Linked DNA regions of Gossypium raimondii: region 1 is linked to region 2. A link is a contact called in public Hi-C data. All regions are on one chromosome and are shown on one strand. Each heading gives the region's core, a stretch centred on a gene start, on an enhancer-like site or on the middle of the called end of the contact. The rest is flanking DNA. Distances are from core to core; before and after follow the strand shown. Region 1 holds the start of LOC105799523. Region 2 holds the start of LOC105799567.

Region 1 (5,656 bases), core at 1,491-3,990, 230 kb after region 2:
GATGTGCATATCCAATAAACCAACAACATAAATAATAAGAAATCAAACAATTTTGCAAAAAAAAAAAATCAAACCCAAAATTCAACTTTCTCGGCAAACCATGAACCCAATCGAGAGCAGGCTCTAAACACCAAAGACAGTGAGAATTTATCAAAAGGAATCCCATTCTCAAGCATCAAACAAAGAATGATAAAAGCTTTTTGCACCTCACGTCCATGGGAATACGACTTTATTACAACATTCCAAAGAAAAAGGTCCTCGTCTAGTGTGGAGTAATTCTGTCACTGCCAAACAAGAAGAAGAAACTTGGGTTGAGTGAAGAAAAAAAAAATTTGGGTACCAATTTGGGACAAAAAATCATAAATACAAATCTGAAAGAAGTGGACAAGTTTGCGTAGTAATTTTATATTTAACCATTTTCCAATAGTACCAAAGCCTCATTCTCAAGAGTTTATTAAATTTCATTTCAATGGTTAAAAAAAATTAGATTATATTTATTGATCTGACAAGATTCAAAAATATATTTATTTGGTATTTAGTCATATCTATGTTTGTATTATTATTAAATTATTGATTAAGTGCATGAATTAATTGAATATAGTTTTTTAAATAACAAATATTATTTATTTGTCGGTTAAGCGCATTTTTCCTCCAATTTAAAAGTGGAGAGAGATTATGGGTAAAAGAATAAATTTAGAAAGTGGGAGTTGAATCTAAAATAAGGCCTCCAAAATATTAATTTTATCATTTGAACCAAAGTCTAATTAAATTTTATATTTATTTTGATACAACAATGATTTGAACTTAGGTTATTCTTTAGATAGATGAATAGTCAACTAGTAGGTCACAACTTGAAATTTATTTTATATATTTCTTTATTTGTATAATGAGCGTATCATAATTTTAGTTTTAATTAGACTTATATAATTTTTTACTGGGTTTGAATTAAATTCACTAAATATAACTTTAAAATCATTTTAAATTATTAGTATATATAATAAAAGTATTTCAGCCTTTTAATTAGTCACATAATATTTTTAAAAATTATTTTAAAATTATTTTATTTGTTAAAATTATTATTCATTAAATTATATATTTCATATGTGTCATAATTCAATATATTTTAAATTCGATTATTTTATAAGTCAATACAACTAAAAATCATATGAACACGAATTAACATAAAATTGAATTAACAATCTAAGCCTCCAGAGACTATTTTCATTTTCATTTTGTTTTCTAAAATGTTTTTATAAAAGCAAAATTATGAAAGTAAGGGATTTGGCTAATACATAATTTGATATCTGGATTCATTTTGATTCAATCTCGTACTTGTATTTGACAAAATTATATATTTTGATACTAAAAATGACTGTGTTAACTTTTTAGTGTTTAATCTAGGTTTTAGAGTCGAGTTAATGAAAATTCATAATTAGCTAATACTATTAATAATTAACTTTTATCAAATCAATTCTAAAACCTGAATTAAATCACATTCGTCGGATTATTTTGATAAATTAAACGTAAAACTAAAAAATCCACAATCAATGTTAAATTTATTCTATTAACAAAATCACGAAGAATTCAAACCTAATAATATTAACAATTAACTTTCAACCCTAAAAGTCGAATCAAAGAATAAAAACTAACACCACCACCTTGAGTGTCAAAATATATAACTTTGTCAAATACAAGTACAAAATTGGACCAAAAAATAACATAAATACTATATTAAAAAAGTGTCAAATTCAAATACCAAATGATATATTAAGCTTAAGGGTTTTAACTTTAAAAGAACGGATCAAACCTATATAAATACAAAAATATTCTTTTAACAACTTTCCAAATATTAAATTTGGTATCCTGATTCAATTAATATAAATGTAAAAAATGTTTTATTTCTCATGTTTTCATTATTAAAACAAATTTTTATTTATCAAATGTAATTTTAAATTTTAAAAAATAAAATAAAAACCTCAAAAATTTCGCTAGATTTTAAATGATTAACACTTTCAAAACTATCACCATATAGAAAACCTTAGTCTCGAGTCAAAAATGAAAGACATAATAATTTATTTGGTCCTCTATCTTTACAAAAAGCAATTATCTTTAACTCCTTATTTTATTTTTCACCCATTTTAGTTTTTGAATTTGTATTGTTTATCAAATCACCTCAAAATAGATGGAAGAGTTAATATTCGTTAACTTTATTGTCGTGGCATCCATGTAGCAGTCCATGTATATGTTATGTTAGCAATTAATTAAATTTTTTACTATAAAAAATAAGTTTTATATTATTTAATAATTTTTAATTTTTTTCAAATAAAAATAAATGATTAGTTGTTGATGTGGCATCCGTGTATATCACGTTAGCAAAGTTAACAAATGTTAATTTTTCTATTCATTTTGAAGAGATTTGACAAACAATGCAAGTTTAAAGACTAAAAGAGACGAAAAATTAAATGAATGCTAAAATGACTTTTTTTGTAAAGTTGAATGGCGAAATAAGTCATTATGCCTAAACGAAATTAGCAAGATACCATGTCTTATTTGAAATATATTATAAAAATAAAATAATTTTGAAAATAAAAAGAATATATAGTAATTCTTTAATTCTAAAATTAAAAAGCTTACAAAAAAATGAGGTTAAGGAAAAGCCCATAAAATAGCTGCAAATGAAAAAGGCCCATAAAATGGTGAATAAACCCAAAGCAAAGAAAAGCAGAAACCATGAAAAATGGTTAATAGACCCCTAAACCAAAGGAGAGAAAAGAACCCATACAAGAGCACATTGAAAAAAACCTCGTCTTCTCCGCTTTTGTTCTCTGTCTAACTAGGGTTTAGTAAGGGTTTTGATTGCAAATCTCTCTTCCTTTTGTTTGGGTATTTTGTGTGGAAAGGAAGAAGATGATGATGGAGGAAGGCAGCACTGCAGTTGGGAAAAGGAAAAGAAATATGGGTAAAAAGAAAGGTAAGAAGCCTAAGAATAAGAAGCTTAAGATGTTAGAGGGCAAAGGGAAAAAGCTTAGATTAAGTAAGAAAATGAGGAATCTGTTTGAAAAACGTGCCCGTCAATATAATTCCGACGATGACGAGGAGGAGCGTGAGGAGGGGGAGGAAGCCCTCGGTGATACCCGGATCGGCCGCGGCGATGATAATTCTTCTGAAGAAAATGATGGTTCAGAAGAAGTTGAAATTCAACCTGGGGTTATGAAGTTTACTGACGGTGTTAGAGCTTTCAGGTTGGCATTTAAGAACATTATAAAGAGGAATGTTGCTGATGATTCATTGGTAAAGCTAGTTTTATCTACTTGGGTGTTTCTCATTTTACTATAAATAAATAAAAAAATTGTTTTCCCCCCCAAAGACTGATTTTTTTCTGAAATTTTCTCATAGGGTCCAGTATTATCAGGGCATAAGCAGCTTGTGGCAAAGAAGTTAGCTGAGGAGGAAGCTGAAAGGAAAGTTAAGGGAGAGGCTAAAAAAGAAAAACATTTGGTATTTTTCCTATAATAATTATACTTAAGGTTTTTACCATGACTTTTGCTGTTTATGCCATTTTATTCATGTGTTATTAATGTTACAGGTTGCAGAGAAGGGGCATTTCAAGCCTGCTAATTACTTGGATTCACATGAAAAGTTTCTCATTGGTATTGCTACAAAAGGAGGTAATATATATTTTTCTTCAAATGTATATATGATGTTTAGTTCATTGCAATTTCTTTCTCATACTAATTAAGTTTTGTTGTTTATGTTTTGTTGGGATTTCAGTGGTGAAGTTATTCAATGCTGTAAGTTGTTTTAGGGAAGCCTTACCCAATTTCTTTTTTACCATAAACATATTAGGATTTGATTTTGTCTTGATAGATATTAGGTTGATTTTTATTACGACCAAGTTGGGTGTGAACTTTGTTCTTTCATATATCATGTAGGTGAACAAAGCACAAAAGGCTCAGAAAGGACTGGACCCTTCAAGGTCTAAAGATGCAAAAGGTATGCTGATAATCTCTATGGCTATATAAGTTTAATACATCACTGGAAATTTGCAAGGTTATAACAATATGATCATCTCATTCGTATGTACGCAGTGATTTACCTCACTAGGGCTGCAAGCCCGTTGTAAATATGTATATGTATCTATGTATGCACAGTATTTCCACTTTTTTTCTCATCAAATGGTGAATACTCTGTGCTTTCAGCTTTGAAGCCAATAGCATAATCATTAGTTCTAGAGTGAAGAGTAAACACACATCTTTCTCTTATATTTGCCTTTCCAGTGCTATGCATGGCATAAAGTTACAAAGATGAATGGACCTTGTCATGATTGATTCAAATTTTCAAATATGTTATGCTTTTGAAACCCAATACTCATGAGACTGAAATTTTATCTAGGTCGTTTTCATTATTGTCATCTCTATTACTTATAGAGATTCCTCGTGAATGAATTTTTGACCAAACATTTTCTCTACATATTTAATGTAAATCCTCCTCCCGTTGCCGCCATCTGATTTTGTATTTTGTGCACCCTGCTAGTGATAAGGAGGCGAAGGAAGGAAGCCTTCTTTTCAGAACTAGGCAAGACATCACGCGACTCTTCCAGTAAGGTTGGTTACCTCTTAACTATTTTACAGGTTTTATTGCATTCTCCTATACCATTCCATTTATCCTCCTCTCTTTTTGGCAAGCACTTTTGGAGATTGTTGGTGATCTACTAAAACTTAGTGTATGTTTATTATCTTGTCTAAGCTAACTGCATAAAAAAATATGTTTATTATCTTGTCTGAGCTAACTTTTGCTCAAAATGTTTATTACGAGTTTTATGACATGCAGGGTAATACATCTTCTGATCCTAGGAACGAGGAAGAACCTGCTTGGGCACCATTGCGTGATAATTACATGCTAACAAATCCTAAGTTGAAGAACTGGGATAAAACAGCTGTAAGAATATTCAATTCTCTTGAATGTTGACTAGTCATGTACCCCTCGTTCTTTCACAGAAACAGACATTAGATGCACATGTGTATTTAACCATAAGCAGAGAGACTGACAAAGTTGTGTGTGATTCACAGGAAGCAGGCATAGCTGATGATGCTGGAAGGATGTCTGAAGATAGTGGGTCAGATGATGATTAATTTCATCCGAATTTAAGAAGCTTAAAGGTTATCTCTTATAGTTCGGTCATAGATATAATGGTCTATTTATCATCTAACATTATAAATGAGTTAAAGTCAGAGGCAAATGGTTCTATTTTGGCTGATGATGTGTTTGGATACTCCATTCTCCATTCCTATGATTTTGTCTGCAAGTCAGGCTTGTCCGCTGTATGAGATTTAAGACTACCTTTGAACTTCAAATTTCAAACCATCTCCCCTTTTCGCTTTGATGTGTATATCTGTAGATAGCACTCAGCTGAAAGCTCATCAAATATTCGAAATCCCAGCAGGCGTTGCCATATTTCAATGCTATATATATATATATATATATATATATATATATATATATATATATATATATATATATATATATATAACTTAACACGGAAGTACATAGAAAAATTCATAATTAATGCTACATGGCATTGGTAGAATCTGATGAAATCCTTGGTAGAATCGAAGGAAGCAAGAACTATAACATCGCTGCCGAGGGTGAGCAAAAT
Region 2 (5,640 bases), core at 1,270-3,769:
CGTTCTTCTCGCGTATGTCCACCTTGTGCAGCTCCTTCAAGTCTTGCGATGGCAGAGGAATTTGTTGCCTCCACCCAAACTACCACATTACTTGGCCTGATTCTTGCATTTCCACTGTCGCATACACTATCAATGACACATTCGCGTTCCACATCCTCCGATTGTCCAACACTTCCGTTGGGATACAAGATATGGTGTCGGCGTATAGCATCTATTCAAACTGAAATGAACAATTGTAAATTTCGTTATTTATAAAGTTTTTTTTACAAATAATTGCATGATTAATATAGGTTCGAAAGAATAAGTAACAAACTCTAACTTCCGAGTGTTGATCTAACAGTAGCATAAGTAACAAATCAGCCCATGGTTCCACCTATAAAAGCGATATGTTAGTTCAAACATATGATAAATAAAAACACTTACCGTACAAACTAAGTATTTATTAATAAATTATCTTTACCTTGTCACCAACAGAAACATGTATGGGTCGTTCACTCGTGGACGTAACAATGGTAGCCGCTACTAGGCCCACGACTACAGCAGGAGCAGACAACCACCGATTGACATCTTATCCGGTTCCGTGGCCCAACACAGCTCCCAGTAAAATGTGGCCAACACAGCTGATTACTAACTCGATTTTCCATATTCTTTGAAGTCTACTAGGTGTAGTAGCCACCTAATGTGTTCAAGATTTTTTGGGCATTAAAATGCCCCCGATTAACAGAAGGATGAATGCTCGGGAGTATTATTCTTTGACGACCTCGATTGCATCTACGGGAAGCTTATCAAATTTTTTCGCCAACCAATTCATCGATATCCAACCGCCATCAAACTTGTTGGGACCTTCCCCAATAATGTTGCATAGTAATCCTCTTTACCGGGAATGATCGTTGCTCCCATGACGATCGACCCATCTACCAGCAAACCAAGTTGTAATGCCACGTCCTCTAGTGTGATTGTACACTCGCCGCATGGAAGATGGAAAATGAGTGGGCCTCTATCTTTCCAATAATGCACTGATGAGTCTAGGATTGAGTTTGCAGCCCTAAGCATATGAGACGCATGCAAAAATCTCAACTCTTGCAAATAACCATGAATGGAAGGGATCAGAAGCTTTGCCGAATTATGTATGAATGCCTCCAAAACACAATCGTCCACCTATTTATAAAGACAAAAAAATTTAATTTATAAAAAATATTTTTTAAATTTAACTTAATCGAAAATAATGAAAATTAAATTTTCATTTTACCATTATTGCTTGAGCGGCGAAAATGTGCTTATTGTCGAAACGAATTAGAGAGGTTGTCATTCGTGAAAACTTAATCCAAACAAATCAAATACAATATAATTTAAAGAAAAAACTAATATTTTAACACGAGAATATCAAAAAATTTTGAACAAAAACTTAAAAAATTGAGAGAGTTAAGAGATTAGAAAGAATTCAGAATAGGATGTAAGTGAAAAAAATTATTTTGGGGGCATTTATAGGTAAAAAATTTCACCGTTGGCCCTTTTAATTTTTTTTTTTACCGTTGCAAGGGCAACAGTCATATGAACGTTGACGGAAAGCGCGTTGAATTAGGTGAGCTTTCTGTATAGGTGGTAGGAAAGCGCGCTCAGCTAGACGAACTTTTCTTCCACCTATATAAAAGGCATGCCCAATCGAACATGTTTTCCCTTTCCCCCTTTTAAAACGGTCTATTTCCCTATATTAAAAATGACTTAAAAACTTAATTAAAAAAATCCGCTTTTAAGCCTAATTTAGCCAACTTCGTTAGTAAAAACCTATTCTCACGTTATGTTTATATATTCTATCAAAATCTATATAATGTGAATAGTGTAATGATTCAACGAGTAAATCGAAAATTGATTAGAGGTTTATAAGCTTTTATATTATACACTGTTAAAAATTTGGGTATAAAGTTAAAATTTTAAAATTAATACAACATCAAAATATTTTATATATCCTTAAAATTTATTAAATTATTCTAAAAAACACAACAAAGTTTTCAGGTTTTATAACATTTTACCTATCTATCATTTTCTAGCTAGTGGTGTTGTAAAAATATATATAATAATTTATTTAGTCTTTCAAGTTTACAAAAAATAATTTTTATTTAATATTTTATTTTTTAACATTTAAATTTATATTATTTGTTAAATCACCTAAAATAAATAAAAATTAATGTCTATTAACTTATTACAGTATGCCATATTAATTTTTTTTCATTTTAAGATGAATCGAAAAATAATGTAAATTAAAAATTTAAATAATAATTTTTTATACTAAATAAAAAAGTTTTAAATTATATGTTACGCTTTGTCGGTGAATATCTCAAGCGTCAACTCTAACCCAAAAAATACAATCAAATTACTTCGCCTGCCCACATATCTTAGCCGTCGACATAATCTTACAATCCACGTGTAACCATCATGATCAAGTGTGCAATGCGCTCCATGCTCAGAGTATTCCCTCTCCGTTGTAGTTTAATGAATCATCACCTATCTACTCTTTTTGACTGGGGCAAATTTAAAGGAAAAAAAAAAACAAAATAAAATAAAGTTGCAGAAACTGAGTGCAAATCTTACTAAGCCCCAGCTCGCACTCCACTGTCCCATTAACTGTATGAGAGAGAGGAAATCTGATTTTCAATTTCATCACTGCATCTTCTCTTTGCTTTTGGCCTCACCTTCAGAAAGGTAAGTCAAGTTCTTTAGATTGCTTGCCGCTTTTTGAGTTTCAAGATCTATGAACCCCAGATCTGTAGAGCCTTGATCTTATTGCTGAATTCTTGAATTTTAGTAGTTTGGGTTCTTTTGCTTTTTCCTTATTAACTAGATTTAGTTTATTGTAAGGTCATTTTAGCTCATTCAGGATGTTGGGTCGTCCTGGGTTATCTAGAACTGGAAGCTTTAGGCCTGAGAATCTAGGACAAAATGCTTTGCATATGATTGGCAATCTTTGTTTCACTATATTTGTAATTGGTGTCCTAGTTTTCACCATTATAGCTGCTACTTATGAGCCTGAGGACCCTCTTTTCCACCCTTCCACCAAGCTCACGACTTTCCTCACTTCCACATCAAATGCCACCTTTCAATCGGATAACACGGTTGTTAAAACCGGAGAGGACTTTATGGCCGCCAACCAGACTGCATTTGCCACTTTTATCAATGTGACGGATGTAGTAGAAATCAAGGAGGCGCGTACTGACCAAACTAGTTCATCCGAATGCGAGGGTGATCCGAGAAAACCACTTAATTGTAGGGACCCAGAAGTGTTCCATTTGATGATGAAGGAGGCTATTGAGCGTTTTAAGGATATACATTTTTATCGGTTTGGAAAGCCAGCACCAGGGCCTGAGGAGAATACTTGTGATATGGCCTGGCGGTTTAGGCCTAAGGAAGGGAAGACAGCTGCTTTTTATAAGGATTATAGGCGGTTTGTGATTAATAGATCTGAGAATTGTACACTTAGTGTGTTGAGCATTGGGGATTATCATTCAGGTGTGAATGCAAGGAAGAGGAAGAATAAGAATCAAAAGCCTGGATTTGAGAAGACATCTGGTAGGCAGGAGCAAGTTGTTGCGGCTTTGCCTGTTGTTGGGGAAACAGTGAATGATTTGCTTCCAGTGGTCGAGTCTGAAAATGCATTTAGTCGTGGGAAGTATTTGATTTATGTAGGTGGTGGAGATAGGTGCAAGAGCATGAACCATTACTTGTGGAGCTTCTTGTGTGCATTGGGTGAAGCGCAATATTTGAATCGGACTTTGGTTATGGATTTGAAACTTTGTTTATCTTCAATTTATACTTCCTCAAATCAGGATGAGGAAGGGAAGGATTTCAGGTTTTACTTTGATTTTGAGCATCTGAAGGAGGCCGCATCAGTTTTGGATCACGAGCAGTTTTGGCAAGACTGGAATAAATGGCAAAAGAAAGATGGCTTGAGTCTTCATCTTGTTGAGGATTTTAGGGTGACGCCAATGAAGCTTTCTGAGGTAAAGGATTCTTTGATTATGAGAAAGTTTGGATTGGTGGAGCCCGATAATTACTGGTACAGGGTTTGTGAAGGAGAGACTGAGTCTGTTGTTCAAAGGCCATGGCATCTGGTATGGAAATCAAGGAGGTTGATGGATATAGTGTCGGCAATTGCGTCAAAGTTGAACTGGGATTATGACTCTGTTCACATTGTGAGAGGGGAGAAGGCGAGGAACAGGGACCTGTGGCCTAATCTTGCCCAAGATACCTCACCTGATGCCCTTATCTCAACCTTGCAGAATAAGATTGAAGATGGGAGGAATGTTTATATTGCAACAAATGAACCTGATACATCCTTCTTTGATCCTCTTAAAGACAAATATTCGACTCACTTTCTTGATGAATATAAGGATCTTTGGGATGAGAACAGTGAGTGGTATTCAGAAACAAAAAACCTTAACAACGGAGTACCAGTTGAATTTGACGGTTACATGAGGGTCTCTGTCGATACAGAAGTTCTCTTGAGAGGGAAGAAACAGATTGAGACTTTCAACGAACTGACCAACGATTGCAAAGACGGTATCAACACTTGCAATACTGCATCCAGTTAAAACCCTACGAATCCAGTCCGAGACTTCATCACAACATCAAGGCATATCCACGTGTATTTTTAACTATAGTCTTTGCTGCCTTTAATAAAATTTATGCCTTACGTAGTACCGTATTATCATCTGGTGGCATTTTTGAATTTTGTACTTGTACAATATTTATTATCAGTGTTTGAGGACTTACATCATTTTGAGGTTTTTAGACCAGGTTGCACTTTTCTTTGTCAACTCTTTTCATTGACCTTTTGGTATTATTGTAGTGTGTGTTGAAATTTGCCATTTAGATTACCCTTTTAAATTGGTTTTTTACTTTCTATAGAATCCTAAACCTTGGTTCGTGGATATTATGCTCTTGTTCATTTAGGGTTTAAGGCAATTTGTTTCTTACATCAGAATCAAGATACAAGACATGACGGAAGAGAAGAGCTTGTAATCAATGTTGCTTCAGGTCGGTGGTAGGGTTATCTTGGTTGATCTGTGAAACGGTACAAATTAGTTGAACCGATCAAACTGTATTTTATAATTTTTAATATATATATATATTAATTTTTATGCTTTTCTTAATATTTTATTAAATTTTAAACAAGATGAACCGGTAAAAAAAAATAGGACTGAAAATCGGTGTCAGATTAAGAACAAATGGTCTAATTGGTTTGACCATTAGTTCGGATTCTTGAACCTTGAGTTCATCATCATCATATCTGGTGATTGTTGCATTAAATTGAAGTGGTTAGTATTATATTGGTTGGAGTATAACTTTTGTTCTAGTATGTAATGGTAACTGTGTGTTCTAATGTATTATTTCGCATTGACCAGTATTTCTCAAATATTATTTTATTACATATTTATAGTCTAATTTTTATTTTATTTTATAATATAATATATACATATAAATGTCTAAATTCCAACATGCAGATAGATATATTTATATGAAAATATAAATTTTAAATTTATTAATTAAATTCAAATAATATAATAATTATAATTTATTTTAAATTTAAATGTAAAATGGGAGTGAACAAAATATAAAAAGTATTTTTAATAAATAAAAATTAAA

Evidence for each region. A called contact is a pair of places that touch in the nucleus more often than the background predicts.
Region 1: a Hi-C map of leaf shows a contact between it and region 2, with 6 times the contacts expected there. The contact joins the promoter of LOC105799523 here to the promoter of LOC105799567 in region 2. A contact is called at or near these places in 2 of 2 Hi-C or Micro-C datasets (both in leaf).

The regions. Positions count from the first base shown.
Region 1 is chr7:20,788,343-20,793,998 of ASM2569854v1, forward strand. It overlaps LOC105799523, which reads left to right and starts at 2,741. Exons shown (of 8, transcript XM_012630135.2): 1 at 2,741-3,291; 2 at 3,397-3,498; 3 at 3,587-3,668; 4 at 3,772-3,791; 5 at 3,933-3,993; 6 at 4,534-4,604; 7 at 4,831-4,938; 8 at 5,070-5,389. The coding sequence starts at 2,908. The coding sequence ends at 5,132.
Region 2 is chr7:20,558,083-20,563,722 of ASM2569854v1, forward strand. It overlaps LOC105799567, which reads left to right and starts at 2,520. Exons shown (of 1, transcript XM_012630203.2): 1 at 2,520-4,785. The coding sequence starts at 2,877. The coding sequence ends at 4,586.